Linked DNA regions of Drosophila melanogaster: region 2 is linked to region 1. A link is a contact called in public Hi-C data. All regions are on one chromosome and are shown on one strand. The core of a region is the stretch at or near the end of the contact, and the rest is flanking DNA. Distances in the headings are between cores, read along the strand shown. Region 1 holds the start of BNIP3 (BNIP3,). Region 2 holds the start of skd (skuld).

Region 1 (7,147 bases), core at 2,349-4,848:
AACTTTCTTTTTTGCGCCCGCTGACTTTCTTTATTATTGGCTCAATTTATGGTTAACCACAATGTTTTATCAACTCAATTTGCTCTCAATTTAAATTCTCCTTGCGTTTCTCCCCTTCTCTGTCTCTTTCTCCTTCTCCGATTCTCCGCGGATTGCATTGCCACAAAAAAGCACAATTGCCAAGGAGTAATTCCATTGATGCACCCAACATCATGCACTACGATATTAAAATTAAAATAGTCTAACCAGTTATTGTTAACTTTTATATCTGCTACTTTTGATCTACAATTTTTCATTTCACTTTTCTAGGTAAATTGTCGCCGCAAAAAGAGAAGAAACTAAAATAAGAAGTTGATATAAATAAACTTTAAAGCTGCAGAAACAAAGTGGATCGGGCCATTCTTTAAATTAAAAACCAAAACAGAGAAGAGAATTATGTACATAAACTAAAGAAAACTGTACTGATTAAATTAAATACATAACATGTAAATATATATATATATATGTATAAAAGATATATATATATATATATATATATTTATTAAAAAGACAAAATGGAATTATTGTACTTGTTAATAAGAGAATATAAAGGACATTCTATGTTCTAGTGCTAGGTTAATACAATACAAAAGATTTAATTGTCTTAGCTTAAGCTACAAACCAATCTGGCTTTTCTCGAGCTATGTACAGAAGCGCATCTGATTCTAGACCTCCAGAATTGCCGACATGGTCTTCTTGACCGCATCGCGGGCGTAGGGGATGTACGACAGCGAGTACCAGGTCATGGCCAGAGATTGTATGATAATGAATATAAGCGTGAGTCCCGCCTTTTTCCACTAAAGCCAATCAAATAAAAATAATAACATATTAAGTGCACACATCGATTGCATCGTACTGTTTTTTTGTTCAAGTAATAAGAATTAAACCAATATTCAGAATTTAATTGCTAGGGCATGTGAAACTGTGTTATTAATATTAAAAGTAAAATGCTAAAAGCTTTCATTTAACTTTACTGTGAGTTCATGAAGTATGTATAAGATTTGGATCGCTATTTCATTGGATAACTTTAAAGTCTAAACATTAAGGAAAAGTTTTCTACAAAACCTGCAAACAAATTCGTCATGCTATCGCTATAAAACTAACTTGATTATAAAAGTTAACGACCGAACCCTAAATAATTGTGATATCTTCGATTTGAGCATGGACGCCTTACCACAATAGCAGCGATGAACGTCAGGACCATCATGACGAGCACGATGATGGTGGCGATCAGCCGTGTTTCCGCAAACATTTTCTTGATCTGCTTGAAGGGACCCATGAGAAAGCAGGTACTGAAACCGGAGAAGAGAGACTCATTAGCCGGCTTGTGTGAAGTACGAGTGGAACGGAACCAGCAACTCGCTCACCTGGCCATCGAGATGACGTTTCCTAGAGTGTAGAAGACCGCAAAGACCACAATGCCCCTGTGCAGAAATAGGGCGACCGAGCCGAGTAGGGAAAGTAAGATGCCCAAGGCAAAGCAGATGACGAATCCCTTGATCCGAGTGGACCAGCTCAAAGTGGACATGTCGTTGATCTGCGTATGTAATTGATTGATATTAACTAAATACTTTGATAAGCGTTGGGTCACACGGCTTGGGGCGCCATGTGATCGCGGGGCGTTGCCAGCGGCTAGCTCCTAAGCCACGCCATAATCATAATTCCTCCAGCCAGAATATGTTAAGGGATCTAATGAGATCTGTACCATTAGAAAATTTCTTCACCTGCGTAATGATACTGCTCTCCTCCTCCGGAGTGGGCTCATCTCCACTCAGAACGCGGCGCAACTTGTCCATTATGCGGCGATTGAATAATGTTCAACAGGTGGCTGACTTGGAATTACCGGCACTCCTCTCGGGGGGTTTTGCACATACAAGGGTCTCTTCTGTTTTTATGCTCCGGAATTTTCACACCAAAATAAATCCAAGATCATACCTAGTGTGACCGTGGTGGTAACCGTTAACATATACCGTCCGATTAAAAATTATACCAACAATTTGCAATTTTATATATATCTTCATAAAAAAACTAAAGAAATCAGATATTAGTAGTGCATTTTTGTTCAAGAATATCCATTTAAAAACAAATATGTTTTTATATCAAAATCATATTCAAAATATAATTTTAGCTTTTTCTAGCTAGCATGCCATATTTAGAAACTTTGGCAGCCAACTGCTGGTCACATTCGCGACATCTGGCAACGCCTCCAGCATGTTTTGTTCAGCTCTACGTAACATTTTGAGGAATTCACAAAATGCGGCTAAAAACGCAACAATTACCTCACAAATACGAAATCTGCGAGGACAACAAAGTGTCCACCATGAGGTAGAAGTGTTAACATCACCGGGTATAACCACCAAACAGAATGACAAGAAGACCGAGCCTGCGGAATGTGAAGGCTCCAAAGAAGTGGCTCTGGACTTCCGAAATCGGGAGGCCCATGTGCCTTCCTTCAATTTGGCGGCCTATGTGAACAACTCGAGTACCCTGCAGCAATTTCTCAGCTTGGGAGTGGATCTGCACAGTATTGAACGGCGAAAGGGATTGGGAGACTTTGTACTGAAGCTGGATTTCGAGAAAAATGTGAAGCCCTACATAACGTTCCTGGTGGATCAGGGCGTATCACCCGATGACTTCGGCAGGATGTTCACCAAGAACCCGCTGCTGTTCAAGGAGGACTTGGACGATCTGCAGACCAGAGTGAACTATCTAAAAAGCAAGAGATTCTCGGACGAAGCCAGGCAAAGAATTCTCACCCAGAATCCTTATTGGCTGATGTTCTCCACCAGGCGAGTGGATCGTCGATTGGGTTACTTCCAAAAGGAGTTCAAATTGAGTGGTCATGATCTGCGACTGTTGGCCACCAGAGAACCCAATGCCATTACCTACAATATGGAACACCTCCGCAAGTCTGTGTTCACCCTTAAGGAGGAAATGGGATTCAATGCCAAGGAGCTAAGTGACCTGGTGGTACGAAAGCCGCGCCTCTTGATGATTCGTAAGTCTATCTACATTCAAAATTAAGGACATTTGTAATTAAACAACTTATCCTTGCAGCTCCGGATGATCTTGTCGAGCGATTTAGTTACATTCACCAGGATATGGGCCTTCCACATGCCCAGATTGTCCAGTGCCCGGAGCTTTTGGCCTCACGCGAATTTAGACTGCGGGAACGTCATGAGTTCCTGAAATTGCTTGGAAGAGCGCAATATGATCCGCAAAAAGACCTGTATATATCGCCAAAAACTATAGTGGAAGGCAATAACTTTTATTTCGTCCGAAATGTGGCTAAAAGTGATTTGGAAACATTTGATTTGTTTTTGAAAACGAGATAAGAATAAAATAAAAGTAAATGTATATATACTTTTCATATTCATATATGCATATGCATATATTTTCAAAAGTCAACAGAAACCAAGTTTTATCATTTTAAAAATAACCACCAATAAATTTACTTGATACAAGGGATGCCAGATGTAGGAAAACATAGACACGCACCTGGATTGCTACCGTTTCTCCATCTGGTCACACTGGACAGCAACAAAAGATTTAAACTACGCATTAAGCTTGTGCGTAGAAACGAATCGTGTTTAATTTTAGTTACAAGACAGTCGCTTCGGGAGAAGCATTAAACAAAGTTGCAATATTTCGGAGCTCCAGCGGTTGGCTTCAGTCCGAAACCAGTAGTTATAGTCAAATCGAGTGCAGCGGCGGAGAAACAGCGCCAAACGAAAAGTAAAACGCATTTTCCTACGCATACATAAACAGCAAAAGCGAATACACAAACACAGGCAGACATACGGAAGGGCCAAAAAAAACTTGGTCAAACTCACGAAAGAATAATAGAAATAGTTTAACTTTAAAGCGAGTTAATAATAAGCAATAAACCCAAGTTATCTTTGGTGTTGACGTGTTGAACACACATACCGATAAACAAAAACAAAATGTCTACGACACCAAAATCGAGCGAAGATTTGCTGGGCGGTAAGTTGTTTGTTTTCGTCTGCTTTGCTCTTTCATTCGTGTTTTTTTGCGTCTCCCCTTTTTACAATCATAACAATAACATGGTAACCCGTTATGCCGCATTGTTGTTGTTGCGAGAGTATCTAGACATGTGTATGTATTTATGGAGTTGTTTGCAATTTGTTAGTATCCGCATCCCATATTTTTTCAAGGCTTTGCGTTGTCTGCTTTTTGATTTCTTTCTGCTTTTATTTGTTTACTTTGCACTTGTTCTTGCTCCGCAGAGGGGGCGAGAAAGAAAGAGAGACAACAAAGAATCCGCAAAACTCCGTATGAAAACAAAGACAAAGAAGCTGCCAACGCACTCTTTCTCCCTCCGCTCTTTCATTCATGTCATGTCTTGTTCCTTTACTTTGCACTTAGCACGCTTGACGTCAGTTGTGGTTTACTTTTTGCGCTCCCCATTTCCCCGACCCGGTCTTCTTCTTCCGTCTGGCTTGCTAAAATAATTCGTAAATAAATACATTTTGTGGGAGGGCATTTCCCTATCGGTCGTTTCCAGAAATTGCGCCTTTGGCATATTCGCTTCAATTGTATTTCGGCTGCCCACTTTATCAACATCCACGTTTACACTCGCGGAAAAACTAGGTTATATAAATTTATACTCATCAACGTACTTGAATGTGTTTTTCAAAATCTCTTAATTTTATGAAAATCGTATGATGGACAATATTCAATAAATTTTCTTAGGAATTGCACGAAATGTTGAAATATTTTGTTGACATAAAGTATAATCTTTTTGGTTGACTGCTTGAAAGCACTTTGTTTGTTTGTCGAAAAGGTTGTTGACTACCACAGAAATTATACTACAATTCTGCAAAGTCACTCACAAAAGTAATGCCGGACGAAAAATTTGTTTTTCAATTTACTACCATCCAAGCAGTATTAATCTAATCAGTTTTAGCCCAAATCGAACCATATGTTATGAAATACATCACTTTTGAAAGGTTTGACACAGTTTGGATGTGGAATTCCGTTATCAATGATAGCATATAAATATTATTCATATGTATTTCTATACGTTTGAATGAATCTGATATTAATCTTTTAAAGCTAAGTATGTACATATGTATATGAAATAAGTGTGTAAGTAATGCGCCGGCTTGATCTGTTTCTTGACCTTAAAACACGTGCGAAATGAATGACCAACTTAGAGAAACATTTTTTCTTTGTGCACTGTGCCATATACTACGCAAGAAATCGTATCATGATACCGAGGAGTCATCCATCCAATAATAAAGGCGGTTCAATGGGCCCAACTCAGGGTCTTTTGGACAGCTGCGCATCAAGATGCACACCCGACAAAGCCCGAAGAGGGTAGGGTAGAAAGAGAGAGAGAGAGGGGGAGTGATTGTTAGAGAGAGACGGAGGGTGGTTGGCCGAAAGAGAGGGAGAGAGGCCTACGTGCCGTGAGTCACAAAGCCATTGTTTTTGTTTTTGCCACCCTTCTGTGCACTTTTGCTTTTGTTTTTGTTTCCATTTTCGTACCTGTAACCCGGATTCCCGATAATGCTCCAAATATTGTTTACCTGTGCAAAACTTCTGCGTCTACCTGACATACGGGCATTTCCATTTTCTATTTTCGCAACATTTCCATCATAAATGCATCATCCTTTTCGTCTAGACGATGCATTTAGTATTCAATTGTCAGCATGATTGGTGTGCCACGTGAGTGATCTGAATTATTCTGTAACTGATTCCATCGCGAAAGTGTCTAAATTAGATGATTGTACAGTGATAACTCGAGAGAAAGCAATACCAGGAAGATTTTAAATTTATAATGTGACATTACAAAATTATAGAAAAAATTAATTTTAATTAATTAGAAAGTGAATAATAGATGATATAAGAGGCGTTGGGTGTGATCGTATGTGTGATTATATATATGCGTATACATGTAATCAGTTGGTTGTATTATTAGGTAGTTTTTAGGAACGCTACACTGTACTCCTTATCAAGTAACTTGCACGCTTCTCGTGCCCATATTGCATCGCCAGTTTGTCTTTTTTCTCGATTTGTTTTGAAAATGAAATTTTCTCCGTAGAGCATTGATAAGCATCGGCTTGTATAGACTATAAACAAAACATGTGTGCTGCTTTATATACACAGTATGCCGAAAAGAAACGGAAATTATGCGAGTGGTGGGGTTTTTAGCGTTATCAATGGGGCACGAGCACTCGAACAGATATATACAAGCACATACATTGCAGATCCGGCTAACGAATCGAACGTATGTATGGTTAAAATGTTTTTACGTGTAAACAAAAACGAAGACAAACGCTGAAAGGGTGACGATGGCACATTTTTAGAGCCGCTGCCGCCGCACAGTGGCTCTCAAACTGCACGCCTTTCTGAGTAAACAAGTGAAACTACTTTATTTTGTCAGCAAGTGTAATTTTAGACAAGGGATTACTTTAAACTGACGTTTATCAGCTTAGAAATAAATAAACTGTTTCATAAATAAACAGTTAAATAGGGTTAAACCATTCAAAACTTAAACATCGTAAAATATTGATATGTTCTGTATGAAAATTTCTAAAATTAAATTAAAAATTGTTGTTAACGAACCTAGAACGTTTTCGTTTGTATAAATTCAATAAAGAACGTCATAACGCACGTCTGTGTTTGGACTTCTCATGTTTATTCAACACGCCCCAAAAGGTTTCGACCCTCGAGCCTGTGCTATATTTAACCACCTCCAAATGCAACCAACTAAATATTTAATTTCACCCCATTTGGCTTTAGCTTTCACCCACTTTGTTCGCCAGTCTATCATGCTAATGATCTACTTTCCAGAATCTTGGATCGAACTCAGCACAACAGCTGCGATGGCTGGCATCAAGAGCCCCGACAGAATCACTCCGTTGCCATTCAACAATGGCGAGGAGTACCTGAGACTTCTGCGCGAGGCCCAGCGCGAGTCGAACCAGTCGAGCCGTGTCGTCTCCTTGGCCAGCTCCCGTCGTGATACGCCCCGTGATAGCCCCAAGAGTCCACCGAACAGTCCCCAGTCGGAGCTCTGTCCGGATGATGAGCTCAGAAACGTGTACATCAACTACTGGACCAAGGTAAGAGATGAGAATCG
Region 2 (7,147 bases), core at 1,876-4,375, 510 kb before region 1:
CCATGTATGAGTACCTCATCCGGCAGACGGTGAACAAGCCGTGGATCATGGAGCACCTGCCTCTGGATTTCCCCCAGTATTTCGAGTACGATCGCTGCAAGCAACTGGTTCTGATGAAGATCATCAGTCGTTAAAATGCGTAAATCACACATAAAGACGTTCCGCTTCTTAGATTCAAATGGCCCCTCGATGTACCTTAATAATTTAGTTAAATTATGGCTTTGTTACGTTAGGTTGAGATATCACCGGAATTAAACTAATAACATTGATTGTGACGATATTTTTTTTGGAAAATTATTGGCTGCAAATTGGGACTCTTGCCTTGTATTTCAAGGCTGCGAAAAAAATCTTACAGTCTCGAATGTTTCCAAATCCTCCAATTCTATGTTATGTAAATATGAACATACAACCTTTTTTATGACGAACTATATTTTCCCTTATAATAAAAATGAACTTTTGCGATACAAGACGATTTACAAAATATATTTTTGTGACCTTGCACCAAGTATTACTTGAAGTTCAGAAAAATAAAGCATTTAAACTTTACTTTAAATGAATCATTAAAGATTAGTCAACAACGTCTGCTTTACTGAAAAATTACCCAACGGAATAAATACAACTAACCTAAGCCCTGAACCCGTGAAAAATCAGTAACTGCTGCTCGGGATCAAAGATCCTGCATGGCCAGAATGATGTTCTCCAGAGCCTGTCGAGCGTCCGTCGCCGGGAAATGTTGCAGAACGGCCAGGGCAGCGGCTGTGTGCTTCCGCTGCAGTTCCTTGGTTTTGGCCAAAGCCGGCCCGGCCAGAATGGCCTTGTGGATCTTGTCGTAGTCGATGTTATCGACCGACTGCTTGCCAGCCTCCAATTGAGAATACATGCCAGGGTCGTGCTCCAAGTGGAATAGGACTGGAGCACTAACCAGACTGAAAGTAACATCTAGCGGCAGTTGGGGGCACTGAAAAGGTTCGGCATCCAAGCAAGCCTGCCAAGCGAGCGCCAAATGTTTGCCAAAGCGGTAAGCATGTCGCTGCAGTTCCTCACTCTGTCCGGCCAGCTTTAGCGAAGCTTGGCAGGATTTGCCCAGCAGGCTACCCGCATTAAGGATATTACGGCACTCCCATTCCTCCTCCGGATTGCCGAGAACCTGGGCAATCGGCATTGGCGTCATCACGTCGTGCTCGTTGAAATCCACTCCAACGCTGAGAGATGGTCGCTGGAAGGTTCCTGGCTTATAAGGCAGCGGGTTGTTCTGTTCATCACGCTCTCCAATGAATTCCGACTCGGAAAAATCTCGCACCGCCGACGAGATCAGCTCCACCACCTCCTGGTTGCGCAGATTAGCCAGCTCCGCACTGGAATGGCCCAGAAGATAGTCGCCGGTCAGCAGGCCGATCTTGTTGCCAAACGACATGTCGTCGTAGGTGTCCACATCCTGCCCAGCCTGCGTGCTCGATTGCAGATTAACCACGCTCTAAAATGGGACCAAGTGTAAATATTTTTATAATCTATGAGGCATCAGCTCGACCAATGACATATTGATGTTCGTTTCTTGAGTTTCGTCAACTAAATTTGAGGAAAGTTAAACTCATTTGCATACAAACCACTTTCAGTTTACGAGTAACTTTCGAATGCATTTGATCAAAAACTTACATTGTGCACCAGATGAGATATCCGTATCATCTCGGTGACCTCGGCCAAAGCCCTTTGGGAGTGCAGCACTCCGGCACTCTTGTCCTGCTCCACGTCTGGAACACTGGGTGCATGTCCTGCGGCCTTGGACACCAGGAGCACTATCAATCCCCAGGCTTGCATCGTGTTCTTGCCATTGTAGAGCAGGTGCCTGAAGCGGAAGATTCACATAAATTTCAACGCCCTATAAGCCCTTCAGCACCACTCACTTGGCCGTCTTCATCAGCGGATGGGCGCTGCCCACCAGTTTGCGCAGGTGCAGCGCCACATTGGCGATCTCGTCGCTGAGCAGCCAGCGCAGACTGAGGAAGGATGTGGGATAGCCGACGATGCGCTCCGCCTCGCTGACCGCCCTATTCCAGTCGTGTCTCGGGGGCGGGGTCGTAACCTGTGGACTGGCATGCTTTCCACTGGTCGTCGTCGTCGAAGTCCAGCGCTGAGAAGTGAAAGTTTGCAGCGCAGGCGCAGCTTTGGCCACTTGGAGTGGCTGCAGTTCGACGGGAATCCTGCGTCGCATCTGTTGCATAATCCTTAACCCACTGGCGCGGTACATGGCCATTTTCTAGTTATTTTCGCCTACAACACGACTATTTTTTTCAATTGCTTGTATGAAAATCGCGTTTCTTAGCTCCGCTCAGTTAAATCGTTCGTCGAAAAGTGAAATCTTCGAGGTCCGTCGCTGCTTGCGTCTCTGCCGACGTCGCTGTCGGCGTCACCTGCTGCCTACGCTGCTTCTTCTTCTTCCCGGGCGGCCCACTTTTACAGTTGGTCGCTGCTCCGCTCTCAGGTGGCCGCCAAGCGTTCTGTTTGTTTTTATTGCCCCACGCAGTGTCATGGAATTCCGAGGAGGCGGCGCAGGGGGTGTGTAACGGCGGTCTTGAGCGGGAACAGGTTTTCGCACGGCAGCGCCGCTTCGGTGCACACTTTTTGGCCATGGGGAGTACGGTCACTCTTAGGGATGGGAACACAAGTGGCTGGTGTTAGCGATGCAATTGGATGCTAGTGGTGACAAAACACTTATTTGTTTCCATTTTAATAGATTACAAATTCTTCTATTGTACAATTTATTATAGTTTGTATTCACCTTTAAAAAAATTTGTTTTAAGAAGGATCAAACAATCAGTTGACGGAATTGATTCAAACAGAATAAAAATATCTTTTATTTTACACTTCATTCCAATCACTTTACGCATTCGCACCACTTAAACCATTTCATTAAAAGGTTTCTATAACCGTTATTAAATTAAATTTAAGAGATCCTTTATTTATTTATATATAAGATGTGTAATACCTTTGAAGACATAGAACAAATAATTTAAAAAATATACCATTCTAAATTAAGAAGTATTAATTTGTTGTATATTTTGAACTTCCCATTGTGAAGACTTAGTGTTCTGTGGTATTTATTAGTGCTTTTGTGCCACCTCTTTAGTAGTTTTCTGTCTGTGCTAGCTGGCAACACTGGCTCTGCCGCCGACGGCAAGTTTTCCCTCATATTTGTTGCGAATTGTTATAAAAATCGATCGCAGATTTTTCCGTATGCGAATGCGATAGATAAAGTGGCACAAAATGTAAAGATTCAAGACAAGTTTACATCGGTAGTCGGAAAGAACATCAAAAACGGCGATTAAAACGTAGAAAAGTGATCAAAAATGCAAATGCAAAAGCGATTGCCCGAGAAGTGAGAGGGTGTGCGTGTGTGCTGTATGCGTGTATGCGTGCAAGAGGTGCAGCAAATTAAATATAAATAATAATGCCCAAGTGCCGTTGTTTGACAAATAATTGTGGCGCAAAATCATTAAATGATTTTCAAGACGTGTTTAAGCATTGGCAGCGGAAATGTTTAATGGTTTTTAATTGCTCTAGCGGTCGCTGCCCCGGCGGTGTGCCTATGTAGTGTGTGTGTGATTGAAAGAAAGAGGTGGAAAAGGAGGAGAGTGTAAGAAAGAGGAATATGCAACAACTGTGCGATTTTAGTTATCGATGGCATTTTTTTCCGGCTATTTCGAGTGGCCGAAAGTAAAAATCAGAAAATTTGATGTGTACACACACATTACTGCCCAGAAACAGAGAAAACGGTGCGAAAGGAAAACTACGAAAGTGGTTGCTCTGCCATGTAGGTGTATGGTTGATGCGTGTGTGTGTGAGAGGAATGCTGCTGCCCGTCTATGTATCACGTTTCGCACTCTACATATTTGCGTGCGTGTGTGTGCTATGTAGTGTTGTATAGTGCATAATTTATGGAATTTCGGATTTCCTTCGAGTTTCGTTTTAGTTTGAGATTTTTCCCTTAATTTAATCGATCTATGTGCTCGGTCTCTCTCTGTCTGCCTCTCGCTCAAAATGGTTGCATCCCCAAGAGATGCACAAAGAGCGAGCGAGAGCGAGATAAACAGACGCCGACGCCACTAACGCACACGCACACCAATGCATATGCAGTTAGCTGGTAAAACTTGTTTTCTCCCTCTCTCCTCTCTCTCACTCTCTGCTCAGCAAAAAGAGCAAAAGCCGCTATTCGAATTCGGCCGCTACTCGCCCTCTTCTGCTCTCTCGCCACTCGCCGCTGGTACAACTACACTACATACTGGCTATATACCATATATATGGCCGATTCAAAGCTAGGCGAGCAAAATTTCCATTGTGTGTGGCGACCAGCGTTCGCAGTCGGTTCGAAAATTTCTGACTCGTCATTCGTGCGCAAAAAACACTAAATACAACGCAAGAAATTCAAGCCTGAGTAATAGATTAAATATTAATAAATATTTTGAGCTACTGTTGTTTTTCGAAACCAAAAAATAGTCGCAGCTTCGAGTTTTGTGTGTTCACAGTACGTGCGAGTGCATGTGTTGGTGTTTTCCTTGATTACTCATCTTGATTTGCGCTCTATAAATGTGTAGTTCTTTTTGATTAAACATAAATTGGTTGGGTTTGAATTCGAATACAGCCGAAAACTCTTACCTATTTTATTTTGTCTACATCAACGATTAACGAAAATCCAACGACTTTCATCGTCGTTTGTGTGTTTCTAGAAGTAAATGTGTGTGTGCGGTGTATACTCGCTGCCTGTGGCTGAAAAAAGTCAATTTCTGAGTCGCTCTCTCTCTCTGCTTGCTCTCTTTTTGCATGAATGAAACAGCGAATGAACGAACCCTTGTAATTGTGATCTAGATGTGTGTGTGTGATTGAGTGAGTGTAGCAACAAATAAGCAAGTTAAAACAATAAGAAAATTAACTAATAAATGCATCTCTTTCGGAAAAGAAAACATATGCCAAGCGGGAAAAATGTGTGCTCAAAGTCTAATTCTTCTTATATTCCAGCTTTAACCAACAACAACAAAAGCAACATGCTTAATTCTACAGTATGTGTGTTTCATTGCCAAAGCAACGTTTACGCTAACATACTCTCCCCAGAGAGCAGATAAATACAAAATACACATAATAAAAATCAAAACCAAACATCAAATAGCAAATTACAAACAAAATCTAACACCACAACAACAACCACAAAATATCGAAAGTAAAGAAACGAGACGAAAGAGAGCTCTTCATTATTTGTGTATCCGTGTGTGTCGTCTCTCTCGCGTGTGTGTCCGTGCCTATACCGTTGTGTGTGTGTGTGAGAGAGTATTGCTGTGTGCGTGCAGCAGAATCAATAATAAAAAATAAAAATCCAAAATAAAAAGAGCAGAAAAAGCAGCAAGCAAATGTGCAAAATACTACAGAGTATCAAAATCAACAACAAATAACAACACATCGGATAAATAACAATAATAGCAATACACTATAAGCAAACAACGTTGAGAAAATGAGGTGCTGCTGCTGTGCGAAGAAAACAAGCCAAGAACTATGACGCATCAAAATCATCAGACAAACGGCGCAAGTTTGGAGGATTGCCACACAAACTTTTATGCCTTGGTGAGTACTGTGTTGATTTTCTGGGCAATTGTTTCTTATTTTTCGCAATGGGCTTTATTTTTTTTTGCTGCAGTATCTAGGTCAGTGTTGATGATTCAGGAGGGGTTGTTCTCGAGGGGGCTCATTGGCCTGCGGGGGTGTGTCACCCACTCAGAAACAACAATTTACATTACCGATCATGGGATCATCCTCTTCCCCACCCCTCTCTCGCTCGTAATCTCACACTCTTATCGATTGGTAGCCGAAATGTAGGCGCTGCCGGTCAGACACAGCTGTTTGTCGTTATCGCTGCAGAAGCTTCGCAAATATCCTACAGAAACTTAACATGAATGCAGCCACACGAAAATATGTTAAAACCAGATATTGAACTATTTATCATTTCTAATGTTTTACATTATGATGTCATATTTCATTCTTAGGGTCAATTGGCAATCTCTTCTCTTCTTTAATATTTATACATAAAATTGGGGCAATGTACGCACAAAAATTTTGAATGTTGTGATGTTTCAGTGTTTAATAAGTAATTTACTTATCTTTTGGTATGTTGATATCCAACAAATCATTAAATAGCCAAAGTTTAATCACTAAATTGTAATTTTGTTGTTTTTAAAGCAATCAAAACGGTACTGAATTTTTGGTAGAGTGTTAAATTCACTGACCATTTTTTAAAACGTTTAAATTTGTGTATTGCATTTAATTATCACAATTATAAATATACATTTTATAAATGCTCATTGAAATTTTAAACATGTGGATTGTCAAGACACTTAGCTCTTGGAGTATCTAAATAGAATGTTTAGTATGAGGCGTGTAGCTTTCAGTTTTCGGACACGTTCATTCCAACATAGTAAATTTCACGATACTTGTTATTTCTATAAACCTGTAGTAACTGAAAGTAGGAGAATCCGGGTGTTTACTGTAGCAGTAAAAACGGGTGACTTTGTGGCAGCCCACAGCGATTGTTGCTCTGTGACTTTGTGGGTAGCTTTGTGACTGCGGCTCGGTGACTTTGTGGCCCATAACAGGTTCTCCTTTTCCCCGAGACCCAAAGTCGAAACAGAAAACCCAAGACCCGCGACTGAAAACTGAAGACTCGGGGACTACGACTGACGACTAGTTTGTCGGCCCAGCTAGTTAGTGATTGTGCTATTGTCTCTCCGTTTTGGCATATTTCTTTAATGAATCTCGCGTCGAAAGGAGGAGATAGCAGAATGAGAGGGGACGCAGAAGCCGAAAAAATGAAACAGAAAAGCCGAATGAAATAGTCGAGGAAGAAGTGGAGGCGATGACGACGACACGACAATGCGTACAATACAAGTCAACGTGCTTCTGCTCCACTTCCCCGCTCTCTTTATTCCTCTGTGTCTGTTCATGTGTCTGCTTACAACTCTCTTGCAGAGTTTGGAGCAGCAAGAGAGTTGGATAAGTGGGGGGAGAGGGCCGACGCCAACGAAATAACGAAACAATAACAAACGCCAAACTTTCTCTGAGCGAGACGGAGAGCGTGGCGACAGAGCGAGACGGCGCGAGAGAGCAATTT

The links. A called contact is a pair of places that touch in the nucleus more often than the background predicts.
Region 2: a contact with region 1 is called in a Hi-C map of the Kc167 cell line, with 5 times the contacts expected there. A contact is called at or near these places in 14 of 107 Hi-C or Micro-C datasets (the Kc167 cell line, the OSC cell line, the S2 cell line and 6 more) and 2 of 7 datasets of targeted methods (both in the Kc167 cell line).

What each region holds. Positions count from the first base shown.
Region 1 is chr3L:20,515,844-20,522,990 of dm6, reverse strand. It overlaps BNIP3 (BNIP3,), which reads left to right and starts at 3,598. Exons shown (of 5, transcript NM_206403.2): 1 at 3,598-3,774; 2 at 6,859-7,130. The coding sequence starts at 6,891. It overlaps mTerf3 (mitochondrial transcription termination factor 3), which reads left to right and starts at 2,219. Exons shown (of 2, transcript NM_140983.3): 1 at 2,219-3,037; 2 at 3,097-3,401. The coding sequence starts at 2,251. The coding sequence ends at 3,374. It overlaps CG5104, which reads right to left and starts at 1,982. Exons shown (of 4, transcript NM_140984.3): 1 at 1,764-1,982; 2 at 1,407-1,576; 3 at 1,214-1,331; 4 at 557-836. The coding sequence starts at 1,835. The coding sequence ends at 705. It overlaps Pss (Phosphatidylserine synthase), which reads left to right. Exons shown (of 6, transcript NM_001275189.1): 6 at 310-551. The coding sequence ends at 347.
Region 2 is chr3L:21,023,412-21,030,558 of dm6, reverse strand. It overlaps skd (skuld), which reads left to right and starts at 3,125. Exons shown (of 13, transcript NM_168879.3): 1 at 3,125-3,263; 2 at 5,011-5,607. The coding sequence starts at 5,539. It overlaps Pdss2 (Decaprenyl diphosphate synthase subunit 2), which reads right to left and starts at 2,644. Exons shown (of 3, transcript NM_141020.4): 1 at 1,902-2,644; 2 at 1,654-1,843; 3 at 418-1,474. The coding sequence starts at 2,251. The coding sequence ends at 668. It overlaps CG10584, which reads left to right. Exons shown (of 1, transcript NM_141021.2): 1 at 1-279. The coding sequence ends at 134. It also overlaps asRNA:CR45801.